3 separate regions of the Mus musculus genome follow, and regions 2 and 3 are each linked to region 1. The links are chromatin contacts, called in public promoter capture Hi-C maps. All regions are on one chromosome and are shown on one strand. The core of a region is the stretch at or near the end of the contact, and the rest is flanking DNA. Distances in the headings are between cores, read along the strand shown.

Evidence for each region. Promoter capture Hi-C pulls out the DNA fragments that hold promoters and counts their contacts. Capture Hi-C pulls out chosen DNA fragments and counts their contacts.
Region 2: a promoter capture Hi-C map of pre-B cells shows a contact between it and region 1, with 5 times the contacts expected there. The contact joins the promoter of Cmpk1 here to the promoter of Dph2 in region 1. A contact is called at or near these places in 1 of 39 promoter capture datasets (pre-B cells) and 1 of 9 other capture datasets (liver).
Region 3: a contact with region 1 is called in a promoter capture Hi-C map of adipose tissue, with 3 times the contacts expected there. The contact joins the promoter of Efcab14 here to the promoter of Dph2 in region 1. A contact is called at or near these places in 3 of 39 promoter capture datasets (liver, neutrophils and pre-B cells) and 2 of 9 other capture datasets (adipose tissue and liver).

Annotation. Positions count from the first base shown.
Region 1 is chr4:117,890,150-117,894,619 of GRCm38.p6, reverse strand. Dph2 (DPH2 homolog) reads left to right here and starts at 2,617. Exons shown (of 6, transcript NM_026344.3): 1 at 2,617-2,910; 2 at 3,193-3,305; 3 at 3,502-3,725; 4 at 3,919-4,470. The coding sequence starts at 2,764. It overlaps Ipo13 (importin 13), which reads left to right. Exons shown (of 20, transcript NM_146152.3): 20 at 1-127. The coding sequence ends at 59.
Region 2 is chr4:114,984,774-114,989,243 of GRCm38.p6, reverse strand. It overlaps Cmpk1 (cytidine monophosphate (UMP-CMP) kinase 1), which reads left to right and starts at 2,016. Exons shown (of 6, transcript NM_025647.3): 1 at 2,016-2,278. The coding sequence starts at 2,111.
Region 3 is chr4:115,735,883-115,740,352 of GRCm38.p6, reverse strand. It overlaps Efcab14 (EF-hand calcium binding domain 14), which reads right to left and starts at 2,583. Exons shown (of 11, transcript NM_001368627.1): 1 at 1,513-2,583. The coding sequence starts at 1,694.

The sequences.
Region 1 (4,470 bases), core at 1,368-3,867:
AGGAATTTACACTGCTCTGCCGGGGGCTACATGGCACGGACTACACAGCTGACTACTGAGGGACATGTGTGTCCCGCCTCACCCCTTCTTACCCCTTCCTGTTCCCAAAGAGTAAACCTGGACTCTTACTGCTGCCTCTGCCTCCTTTCTCTGTCCTCCATCACCTACATGGACCCAAGCCTGACGGAAGAATGGAAAGATGCTCGGACCCAGGCCTTGGTTTAGAATAGTGGGGACATAGGGAGGGTGTGGTACCAAATGCCTTTAATCCTAGCCCTTGGGAGGCAAAGGCCAGCGGACCTGTGTAAGTTCAAGGTCAGCCTGGTCTATCTACACAGTGAGTTCCACGATATCCAGCGCTGAATAATGAGAACCTGTCTCAAAAAACAAAACAAAGAATGGAGGGGACACCTAGCTCTCAGGGAGGGTGTTACCATCCAAGCTGCCTAGCCTGGAACCAAATACTGCCTGTTCTTGCTCCCAGGGTGAGAGGCTACAGTACAGCAGCATCAGCAGCCCATATATACTCCTGTTAGATTCATGCATACATTTAATCAGCAACCTAATCTGAGTACTAGGTCCCTGGTTCTAAGCCAAACAAAGGCTGGCCCCATCGTAGCTAATGTACTCAGTAGAGAATGGGTTCAGAATGGCTGTGTGGAGAAAGTTGCATTTCTGTTGAGAATATGTGCCTTCAGGATCCACCTGGGGTATGGGAAGAAATGGTGTGGAGATTAGATTTCCAGGATGGATGTGTGGTATGGTATTTTATTTTTATTTATGTTCATTTATATTGAGTACATTTCAAGGGGTCAGAGAGCTGGGCTGCAGCCAGTGTACCACCTGCACCTTGATAAGGTGTTTTAGAACACCACTTGCACGTGGTCAGGAGGGCTGTAGAAAGTAAGGTGGAGTGAGAGGAACTGGAAGGCCTTTCATCCCTTAAAGGAGGAATAAGGGTTACCTAACGTTGCCTGTGTACCCCTAGCTCTCCCTCTTAGCACCTTTAAGGCAGATCAGATCAGTCCGTCAGGACCACGGACAGCGCACGGCAGCCGGACTTCTTCCTTTATTTTCTCAGCTGTAGTTCTGTCTGCCCTGCCCTTCTGGTTACCCATCAGTAAGATCAGAAGAACGGGCTGAGTTCGCCCCACTCCCATCCATGACATCTGAATCCACTTGCTGGATGGGGTAACTGCATCCCATCCTCTGATCTTCCCCAGCTTTTGTACTGATTCTGCCTTTCATTCTTTTCCATCCAGTGTCTTCCTCAGCCAGCTAGTAGCATCAGTGTCTTCCACTTCATTATTTATCCCGCTCCTCAGTCCCAATTAAAAAAAAATGTGTATGTGTGTATGGCTGAGTTTATATCTGCGCACCACCTGAGTGTAGTTGCCTGCAGGTATTAGAAAAGGGACAAAAAAAAAAAAAAAAAAAAAAAAAAAGCTGGGCGTAGTGGCGCACGCCTTTAATCCCAGCACTTGGGAGGCAGAGACAGGCGGATTTCTGAGTTTGAGGCCAGCCTGGTCTACAAAGTGACTTCCAGGATAGCCAGGGCTATACAGAGAAACCCTGTCTCGAAAAAAAAACAAAACAAAAAAAAAGGAAAGGGACCTCCTAGAACTGGAGTTGCACATAGTTATAAGCCACCATGTGGGTGGTGGTAACTGAACCCACTGCAAGCACAGCAAGTGCTCTTAGCCACTGAAACATTTCTCCAGCCCCGTTAGTCCCATTCCCACAGTCCTGATTTCTCAGCTCTCCTGGAGGATGCAGAGATGCGCCACATGTTTTCAGTCCTTTTTCCCTACGGCATCACGTGAAGAGAGTCTTCCTCTCCCATCCCTCCTTATGATAAGAAGTCGTGTGGGAGAATGTGGGATGTAGCTCAGCCAGAGAGTCGTTGCTTTCCATGCACGAGGCCCCAGGTTCAGTCCCAAGGAGGTGGGGCGAGAGAATAAATTCGGGCTCTAAAGCCCAGTTTCTAGAACCAGCAGACATGGTTTTGTTTTTCTTATCTATATGGGATAATTCTTGCTTCTAATGATGAACTGGTGAACTTAGCAAGGGTCAGTGTTTGGTTGACAGACCGTGAGGACAACAGGTTGTGGGACAATTCTCTAGCAGGCAAAGTAAAGGACATAGAGACATTTTACGATGTCTGGCAGTAAGTACCTGCTCACAAATATTCAAACCCAAGCTGTGGGCACTGAGTTGGAAATTATGCAGTACTGGGAGATCCAGCTCGGTCACACAGCAAGACCCTGTTTCAGATTCTGGGGGCTGTGAAGATGGCTTGGTGGATTAGGGAGCTTGCAGCCAACCCTGAAGAACTGAGCTGTATAAGGACCCTTGCTCTCACTGTATGTATATACGTGCACACGCGCGCGCGTTTAAATATGATCAGCAGATAGCGCCTGCTCACACTGAATTAGTGACTTAGAAATTAGAGGGCACCGGCAGGCTGGCCTTAGGGTATCCGGGAAGAAGCTTTAGCCAGTGGAACCACAACACCCACAAGGCTTTGCGGCACTTCCGATTGGTCCTGAGTGAGAGGCTAGTGATTGGTTCTCTGTGGGAAGTCCTTGAACCCGGAAGTAATCTCCGTAGGTCCATGTGTAGTGGAGAGCCGGGAATTTGGAAGCGTACGGTTTGGATCCTAGGACCCGAGGACAGGTTGGTCCGGATCCACAAACAGAGCTGCTGTGACCTCGAGGACTTTTGAGGGTGCAGCTGCATCTCACCCCACCCAAGCTGCGCCCAATGGAGTCTACGTTCAGCAGCCCTGCGGAGGCAGCCCTGCAACGGGAGGCGGGCGTTCCAGGACAGTTCACTCCTCCTGAAGACCTGGACCGCGTGTATGAGCTGGAGCGAGTTACGAAATTTGTCTGCGATTTAGGTTGTCAGCGGGTGAGGTCTGGTTCAGAGAAGGGGGCGCGAAAAGGGGGCGCGGGGCGCGGGCTCTCCTCTGGGTATGGGTTGCGGAGATTGGGACTTTGGGTCGGGATCCGCCCGTATCGCACGGATTACCCACAACTCTGTGGGGCTGGCTGCCTCCTTAGAAGTAGGGGCTTGGGATGTTTAGTGGGTTTTTTTGTTTGTTTGTTTGTTTTTTTGTTTGTTTTTTGTTTTTTTGCAGAGGCTGTTGGTGGAGGAGTGAGGTTGTCGCTGACTTGTGGCTTGTATTTACAGGTGACTTTGCAGTTCCCTGACCAGTTACTAGGAGATGCGGGAGCGGTGGCTGCCCGGCTGGAGGAAGTCACAGGAGCTAAGATGTTCATTTTAGGGGACACAGCTTATGGCAGGTATGGGGTTTCCCAGCCCACAGTGTCTGCCTCCAGTGACCGTGTTTGCACGATGAGAAGCTCCTGATGCCAGCTTCCCTCAGTCACAGTGAATTCCTAGCTTGGTGCCATTTTCTCCACTGGCCACATTTCCCATTGATGACAACTCTTCTCTCCAGGTAGGGAACACCTCTCACCAATGCTCTCTCCCCTGCAGCTGCTGTGTGGATGTGCTGGGCGCCGAGCAGGCTGGAGCTCAAGCCCTTGTGCACTTCGGTCCTGCCTGCTTAAGCCCCCCAGCCTCGCAGCTGCCCATCACCTTTGTCCTTGGTCAGCGACCCGTTGCTTTAGAGCTCTGTGCAAAGGCCTTTGAAGCCCAGAACCCAGATCCGACAGCCCCGGTGGTACTGCTGAGTGAGCCAGCTTGTGCCCATGCCCTAGGTGAGAAATTATACCTGTGAGGGAAAGAAGGGTGGGTCCACAGCTTCATGCCTTAATTCCTCCTATTTAAGCACACTTACCTAGAGCTCTTGGCCTCAGTTGGCCTGGCTTGTCCTTTAGGGTCACATTGAGGCATCTGGGGATGAGACATCTCTTACTTTGCCAGACTTCAACTCTGATGCACCTCTTTCAGAGCCTTTGGCCATGCTCCTGCTCCCAAAGTACCAAGATCTGCTCATCTCCCGCCCAGCTCTTCCCCTGCCAGTGGGATCCCCGAGCTCACAGCCTGAGTCCCTGGAGCGTTTTGGGCGCTGCTTCCCCCTGAATCCAGGGAGACGTCTGGAAGAATATGGTGCCTTCTATGTAGGGGCTTCTCAAGCAAGCTCGGACTCCAGCCTTGATCCCGACCTGAGCAGACTGCTCTTGGGTTGGACACCAGGGCGGCCCTTCTTTTCCTGTTGTCCAGATACAGGACAGACACAAGACCAGGGTGCCAAGGCTGGGAGACTAAGAGCACGAAGACTGTATCTCATAGAGAGGGCCAGAGATGCCCGTGTGGTTGGGCTGCTGGCAGGCACATTAGGTGTGGCTCGACACCGTGAGGCACTGGCACACTTGCGGAAACTGACGGAAGCTGCTGGAAAACGTAGCTATGTGTTAGCCGTGGGGAAGCCCACACCCGCCAAGCTTGCCAACTTCCCTGAGATGGACGTCTTTGTGCTGTTAGCCTGTCCCCTGGGGGCAC
Region 2 (4,470 bases), core at 767-3,266, 2.9 Mb after region 1:
TTTCAAGATAGGGTTTCTGTGTGTAGTTCTGGATACCCTGGAACCTGCTCTGTAGATCAGAGATCCGACTGCCTCTACCTCCAGAGTGCTGGTTTTAAAGGTGTGTACCATCACCCCCAACTATCCACTCCTTCTTGATGGTCTTAGACAAGTTTTCATTTTACTTTTGTCCCAGTTTAAAGTGCAAGGATTTTTAGTAGTTTTCTAAGGCCAGAGTGACTAATTAGCAGTAAGACTTAAAGAAAGGCCTGTGTACTCTTGGTACACGCTCCATCCTCTCTGCTTTAATATCTGTACAAAAGTGGGGCAATGCCCCAGACAAGGCACTTACTTTCTGTTGGTAATACAGAGAGTCAGGACTAGTTTTGTTTCTTTCAAGTCTCAAGTGCTCTGTTTTTCCATGCACAAAAACACAAACCTGGAAGCTCCTTGCTTCTTATTGCTAAATATTCTTGGGCCTATTTTGGCTTTGAAATTTTTTTGTTTGTTTGTTTTTTGTTTTAAGCAGGGTCTCATGTAGCCCAAGCTGACTTGGAACTTGCTATGTAGTTGAAGCTGGCTGTGAAATACTTCTTTTCATACCTCCACCTACCAGCTGCTGCAAATATAATTTTGTATCGAGCTGTTTGGGTTTCATTATTGTTTTGGAGATGGGAGTCTATGTAGCTCTGGCTGGTCTGGACCTTAAAAGTGTAAACCAGATGAGGGTGGTCTTGAGTTCACAGAGTTCCATCTGCCTTTGCCTCCCAAGTGCTGGGAATACAGTCAGGCTTCAAACCTATCATCTTCCTGCTTCAGCCTTTGACTTCAGGTTTCTTATTTGGGGAGCTGGAATATTGTAGGTCCAAAGCCAAATTATCTATCTTAGCCCCCAATCAACCATTTATTGTTCACCTCTATGTGACCTAACATTCTTGTGACTATTAGGTAAGTCCATTTGTAACATACAAACAGAATCCTAGCTTCCAAACCCAAAGGCTAAGAATGTGATTGTAAGGGTCCATGACTTTTCAAAGAATGACACCCTGGATTCAAAAAGTATGTAAATACAAAGAGTGTTTTATTTTGCAGAAGTTCAGCATGCTGGGGTCTCCCATTACCAAGAAAGACCGAGAAGTGAGCTTGCAGGCCCAATTTAAAGCACACTGGGGGAGTTCTGAGGTAGGTGGGCTTTGTCTTACTCTATCTCTAGTCAAGTGCAGCAGTGAGGAGGAAGGAAGTTTAATCTGTAACTGATTGTGAACCATCCATTGAGATAACTCACTACCTTTGGATCAGCTTGTCTCATCCCTCTCGTCATCATTTGGCATCTGGGGCCAATAACAGTACCAGCTTTGCTAGAAACCATCTCTACCAAGTTATCTGAAAAAAAAATTGCCATGATTCATAGCTTTGTTCTGTTACTATAAAAAACTCCATGAAAATGCTACCACTGCCGACTCCAATTTTCAAAGGTTTGTGTTCATCCAGGCTCAGTTTTCACTCTTTTTCTTCTCTCTTCAGAGTTTTCCCTAATGGCCCGAGTCAGGGTAACAGAGCTAAGCTTAAAGTCTTTCCCTGCGGTTAGAATATAACCTAAGTGCTTTTCCATAACCGACTCAACTCTCCATTAATGACTTTCCATTCCACTTATCCAGCCCTAACCTTCTAACATGCCCTTCTCTCTTGGCGGGTCACTGCATCCAAGTCTCTGCTCTTTTCAGTCCTCAAGTCTTGGTTCCAAGGTCACCTCTTTAGAGGCCTTCTTTGCAAACCTCAAACTGTTCTCATTTTCCTTTGGTTTCCTTCCCAACAATGCCGTTGTTCCTACTGACTCCTGTGCTTGCCTCTTCGGTTAGGCCGCTTCTCTTGGGAAAGGGAAACCCGGGAGATTGAACCACTGGTCTGCCTAAACGTCAATCCAGGTTCTGAAACTGAAATGCCTTGGGTCTCCAGCCACGTTAGGAAGAACCGGAACCGCGAGCGGAAGCTGGCGCAGCGCACGGAGGCCCCGCCCCTTCCTGTCACGGCGGCCGGCAGCTGGCGGCGGGGCCCCGGCGCCCGCTCTGCCCGCCCCCTCCCTGCCGCCCCGCCCGCGCCGCCGCGCCGGCCGCTGTCAGAAGCGCGTTGTATGCTGAGCAGCTGTCGTCGGCTGCTCCCGCACGTCCTGGTCCCGAGCTGCCCGCCGCTGACCCGCACACTGCGGCTCTTCCCTCTCCACCTCATGAAGCCGTTGGTCGTGTTCGTTTTGGGCGGGCCCGGTGCGGGCAAGGGGACCCAGTGCGCGCGCATTGTCGAGGTGAGGCCGTGCGGGAGGGCGACGGAGAGCTCCCGGGCTGAGCGGAGCGGGCCGGGGCCGGAGGGAGCAGCCGCGTTGGCGGCCGCGCCCCTCGCTGTGGGGAGCGGACTACGAGTCCCGACGGCCACCGCGCGCCCGGGCCGAGGGGCGTCGAGTCTACGAGTGCTTTGTTTCCGCGCGCCCTTGCTTCCACTCCTGGGATCCGGGTCTTCTCGCTACATCTCTGGCTGTCAGTCTCCGGCTAACCGGCCTCGAGGAACCCGACCCGGATCTTGTGGTAGTTAAAGTGCCGGATTTGTGAGAGCCCAGGCGCTAACCTTTGGCCCAGCTGACAACTCACGCCCTTTTCCTTGGGCGAGTGAGTCACTCACTCTCAGTGAACCTCAGTTGTCTAAGCAAATAAAAAACTCTGCTCTCCGAGAAAGTAAAACACCACCCAACTATAAAATCCTCTTATCATTTTTTAAATAATGTTTGCTTTAGGACTGCAGAGATGGCTGAACGGGTAAGGGCGCCTACCACCACGTTCCATCCCTGAGACCCACAGAGAACCACAACCCCACTCCCGCGAGTTGTCCTATGATGTTCACTCTAGAGCTCAAGGGTTTGCCCACACAAATAACTAAATACAATTAAAGTTTTGACATAAGTTTACCAGTTCCATTCTTTTAGTATTTGAGGTCAGGGGTGGCATGTACACGGAGAGAGGCAAAGACTTTAAACTCAAGCAGGTATGGGTTCTAGCCCGTGTTAGCTGTAGTGATGGACTGTCTTGTTTTTTCTAGCCCCTATGAGCTGTAATGATGCGGTGAGGAAGGCTTAATGGACTGTCTTGGGCAGTGTTTTAAAGGAAAACAAGACAATCAGAAAGAAATGGCAGGGTTGGGGAAAAACACCCAACATTCACCTTTAAATTGAGTGCTTGATAAAAGGTTTTGACCCAGAACTTGATAATTTCTTCTTTTCCTATAAGCCGTGGCCTATATTTGCTTTGTATTTTTTTCCACGTTCATATATTCAGCTCCTGCCCTATAGTCTATTCTCTAAAGAACAACCACAGATAAATAAAGTAATGTGGTCTAAAAGTTGTGTGTTTTACAGTTATGTCTAGAATTACAGATAACTTTGGAAAATCAGTTTAATCACAAAGCACATAGAATTTTTCTCCTTATTTTTACTTCTGTTTGTTTTATCTATTAGAAAGCCAAATGACAAGTGGATGGTTTCAGTTTATAAGTAAAATGATTAAAATATAGATAGCATGGTAAAGGAGGGAGTGAGTCAAAACAGGTAAGCAGTTCAAGACCTGACCCTGCTATTGTTTTTCCTAGCCCCAGAGATTGCTATTGTTTTTCCTAGCCCCAGAGAAGTTACTTTTAGCCTAAGTTACTTTGTAAGAAGGGAGAAAATAGAAATGAAATGTCTTGTTTTGTATCTGTGACTGCTAAATGAGGTCTCACACCTGCACATAGATGCAAATGTTTAAGCTTCCTGGTTTTATTATATTGGTCATTTAATTTATTTTTAGAAAGACACCAGGTTGATTTAATGTACTGCAAGGAACAGCAGGTTGGGTATAAGATAACTATCTGCAACTGGTCATTTTTATTTTAAAGGTGGATTACTTTTTTTTTTTTTTAAAGAGAGTACACTGTCATTCTCTTCACACACCAGAAATGGGCATTGGATCCCATTACAGACGGTTGTGAGCCACCATGTGGTTGCTGGGAATTGAACTCAGGACCTCTGGAAGAGCAGTCAGTGCTCTTAACCTCTAAGCCAACTCTCCAACCCCTAAAGGTGCATTACATTTTAAAACTTGGCTTATGACTTTCATATTGAGTGCATCCAAATACTTTTCTGAACTTATGTCCTTAAATGTCTGTACTCAATCTGATAATTCCCCCATTACTCCACTGGATGAAAAATGTCTGTCCTGAGTGACTGGTATTTCTACTTGGTGAAATGATAGTTGCTAATCCTGTTAATACCTGTTACTTACAGAGTCCTTGATGAGCAGTTACATGAGCTGAAGCTGTGGGCTGTTTGTTTCTGTGTTTGTTCATTTTTCTGGTTGCACTGACAGTGGAACCCAGGGCCCCCCACACATGAAAGGCATGCACTCTATGACAGAGCATCTCTCTTTGTACCGTGTACTTTAAAATTCTCAGTAAGTACTCCCTGCACTCACT
Region 3 (4,470 bases), core at 1,334-3,833, 2.2 Mb after region 1:
CTGTGATGAGAACAGCTTTATTAGCAACAGTATGCTCCTATGCGATTATCTTCTCTAATGAATGACCAATGAATTTACCAAGGATCACAGGATAACACACTTGCGTCTAATAGGAGGAGGTTGCAAATTACTGAATATGACCCGTGAAAAGTTCTACGGGGTACAAAGGTTTCAAACTGCACAGGAAACAGGGAGTTCCCGTGGGCCATGGGAAGAGCTTGCAGGTTCTAGATCACTGCTGTCAATTCAGGAAGGTGGTCTTTGGAGCAGAACTCGGTTTGAGAAGTGTAAATGACAAGAAGGGCCCAGTGGCCCATCTGCAATCCAAGTACCTGGGAGTCTGAGGAAGAGGGATTGCCAAGTTCTATGCCTACTACTAGAACCTAGCTCAATCCTTAGTAGTAATAAGATAAAAAGAAAGAATGGACAGAAAGAAGGGTAAAAATGAGTGGTTCTATGGAATTCTATCCCTTCACTGTAATTTATCCCCTTCCACACCCTCACCCCCCCCATACATGCTCACTTAGCCCAGGAGACCTTGCCTCATTTATTGAAACTTCACAAACTCTTGACCAAGTTTTACTGCAAATGGAATGAGAGAAACTAGATCTGCTGGCTTAAGTGGACACCTGATATTCTTTAACTTAACTGCCTTGGCAGTACAGAAATAGAAGCACACTAGATTTCACATCAAACTTCATCTAGTTTTCAGTTCTAAACTAAGGCAGCAGGGCAACTTTCGAGACTCACACTTCATCAGATGACCTTCACAACACAAACTTGGAAAAGTCCTTAACTAACCAGTCTTAACAAAAGCACACAGATTCTGAGCCCGCTAAAAGATCACAAATCTTTTAGGACCCAAGCCCTTTGCCTAACTCTGGTCTCTACACCCCAACGGACTCCCTTTGCTTTTAGTTTGCTCTCTGACAGGTCCAAATGGCTGAGGTTTCCTTCAGTTGCCTCACAAACTGACCTCTTAATCCCCCAATCCTCAAAGCTCATTTGTTTAGTGGTTGCTCTACCTGAAACTGGTTTGGTAAAAAAGACTGCTCCCCCCACCCCCATATTATTTATCGAAGGTTCACACTTTCAACAGTAAGCCCTTCACCATATTCTCCTATCACCAATATCTAAGCTGGTTAAGAAACACAAAACGAGTATTGGTCTTAAGGTCCCTTGACCTACTTTTTAAAAATGCCTAGCCCCAAGAGCCTCTCTGCTCCTCTGTCTCCATGAGTAACCTTTTTAATTCCTTCTTGGGCTATGAGCCCATTCCCCAAGTCCACACTTCCACCCTAGATTTGAAGCTCTTGTTAGACATTAGAGTGACTGCTTACTCTTTATTAAGAGTTAGAACTTGCCCTGTCCAACATCCTTTCTCCCTGTTTTCCAAGGCCTACTTCCCTTTTTCTTCCAAGGGACTCCCCTCTCCTTCTCATCCATTTGCCCGGCTGGTAGTAGTGCAAGATGCCTTTTGCCCATTTCAGCCCTCCCCACTGCTACACTCACTTGACAAAACGAGAGCGATTTCCAATTGCTCCAAATTCCTCTTCGTCTGTGCTGGACTCTGAGTCTGAGTCAGGAGGCTCAGTGCGAAGCAGGCGGTGGCTGCCTGAGCCTTGCTTGGTCTTCTTTCTCCGATGGTCACCAGCCAGGCCGATCAACGCATTGAGCTCTTTGCGCTTTTTCATCTTTTTGTGGGGGGTGAGTGGCGGGCCCACTCCTGAGCTGCCAGGTTCGTAGCCAACACCCAACTCTCTCGCTGACTTGGAGCTGCCTTCCAGGGTTGGAAATCCTGGGCCTGAGCCCCCTGATCACTCCCACCCAGAGGTGGGACTGACCAGATCTACTGAGGGCTGGAGAATAGAGCCCAGAGAAAATTGGACTCAGGTGGATGGGGGATGGGGGGTGGGGGAAGTTACATAGAGATGGCCAAGGAACTGGAGATCTAAATGGATAAATTTCTGAAACAACTATTACCTGTCAAAAGGAAAACGAAACAAAACAACCCGCTAAGTCAAGCACGAGATTCTAAGTCGTGTAGGCAACCAATATTTCTAGGAGTGCTCCAGAAAGCGGGAGAAAGATACACAAAACTAAGGTACTTTAGATCTCTGGGACAAGATTCCCAATGCAGAAGGAAAATAAACTTGTTTTTGAATGGGAGGAGAGGAGACTTTGCAGAGCAGGCAGTGGGAACTCGCTGATCCTTAACTGGAGAGGTGGTGACAGGAGAGCGCCAACACTGCCTGGGCGCCTAGAAAACTCCCAGGCCGGGACGCCCACCAGGATTCGGGATGATCACCTTCCCGTGGCTTCTGTCCTGAGTTTGTAGAGACCCGCGCGAGAGGAGCGGGAGCCCTGCTGCTAGGGCCTGGAGGGGGCGCAGTGATGAGGGGTGACCACCGCTCCGCCAGCCTGAAGTGTTCCGCCACCAGCGACTTCCGCAACTCACACGCGCCGCGGCCAGTCCAGCCGCGTCTCCGGCCCCTGCTTCGGTCGCGACTTCTCTGGATGTGCTGGCGGTGGCGGCCGCCGCAGGCTCCAGACCCGGGCCATAGCTCCAGTCTTAGCTCACTTCCCCTTTGGCAGCGGCCCCGGGCAAGGCTTGCCAGTAAGCCGCGCCCCCATTGGGCGCCCCTTGGTGACGTCACGCAGGAGGGCGCGTGTGGTGCTGGGGAGGTGGAACGTTAAAGGGGCCGCGGCTCTGGCTCGTGCTGGGTCTGGAGCCACAGTTAGTAGGCCCCGCCCCTGTCGGACCGCGGCTGACCGCATCAACTTACAGCGGAGGCAGAGTTTTGCTTGCTGAGAAGCAGGGGCGGGGACTGGCACCCGAGGCTCCACCTTCTGAAAAGTTCTTGAAAGACTCCATCCCTCTTACTCTTAGGTTCTTTAGGCTCATTGTTTTAATGGCCCAGTTGAATAATTCATCCGTCCTTCCATCCATCCCTCCACCCATCTATCCATCTATCCACCCACCCACCCATCCATCCAATAAATATTTACTGGTGGTGAAATATCGAGACTATTCTAGCTCTGGGGATGCTGCCATAAACACAATAACCAATGTGTTTTCCTTTCTGTATAGAGTTGCCAGATTTAGCAAATAAAATACTGAACACTAGTAAATTTCCAATACCAGATAAACAGTGATTTTTGGGGAGGGGGGAGGGAGTTGGACAGAGGCTTTCTATGTAGTCCTGGCTGCCCTAGAGCTAGCTATGTAGACCAGGCTGTTCTTGAACTCGCAAAGATCTGCCTGCCTTGGTCCTGAGTTCTGGGATTAATGGCATGCATCCTCACACCTGGTTTAGCTATTTTTTTTTTAAATTATAAGAGCCCTCCAATATCTATGACAACTTCATATTGAAAAATAATTCATTGTTTATCTGAAATTTAAATTCAATTGGGCTTCCTCTATTTTATCTGCTCATCTGCTCCAGCTTGTATTTGAGCATGAAAGCAACAATAGGCACACATATTACACTTTAGAAGTGGATGCATATTATGAAGGAAACCCAAATAAGATAGGGTGAGGCATGCCTGTTGTCTTTGATGAAGGGATTTTTGGGCATAGATCCTTAGGAAGCCAGAGAGTAAGTAAAATGGTATCATGAAGGAGTGCTCAGAAAGACCTGGTTTGGAAAAAAAAAAGTGATAGGAAATGAAGTTACAGAAACATCAGGAAGTAAACCTTGCAGGGTTTTGTAGAAGGAGTTTGAAAAACCATTGAGGAACATACTCTGAATTTTCAGTTTATAGAAGATGACTCTAGGGGCTGCAGAGATGGCTCAGGGATTAAGAGAGCACTGACTGCTCTTCCAGAGGACCTGGGTTCAATTACTAGCATCTGCATGGCAGCTCACAACTGTCTGTAACTCCAGTTCCAGGAGCTCCAAGGCCCTCATATAGACATACACGCAGGAAGAACACCAATGCACATAAAATTAAAAATAAGTAATTTTTTAAAAAAAAGATGACTCTGACTACTGTTTGGAAAATAAACAACAAAAAGAGAGGGAGCCAAGTATTTCTTCGGTCTGGATAGACATGAAGAGGACAGCGGAGTGGCAGTAGTGGGGATGGCCAGTATGCTGTATGCTTCTTGTAGATAGAGTTAAAGATATTTGTCGGTGGATTAGATGAAAGAAAATTAAAAAAAAAAAAAAAAAGGAGCCATGGACAACCCTAGAAGTTCGGAACGGTGCTGTGAGAAGAGCCTTGCCATTTGTCGAGAAGGGGGAAGGTTTGGGGACAAGGTCAAGAAGCCGATGATTTGATATCTAAATTCGAAATCCAGTAGGCTGCTTGGTATTTCCATAGGGAATTCTGGGCAGGAACGATGGCCTAAAATATAAACTGGAAACTCAGCAGACGTCAATGATATTTATAACATGGTGCGTTGAGCTACCTGGAAGGAAACCAAAGTGATTTAAATCCCTATATTCTCACTGTGGCAGCTGCACA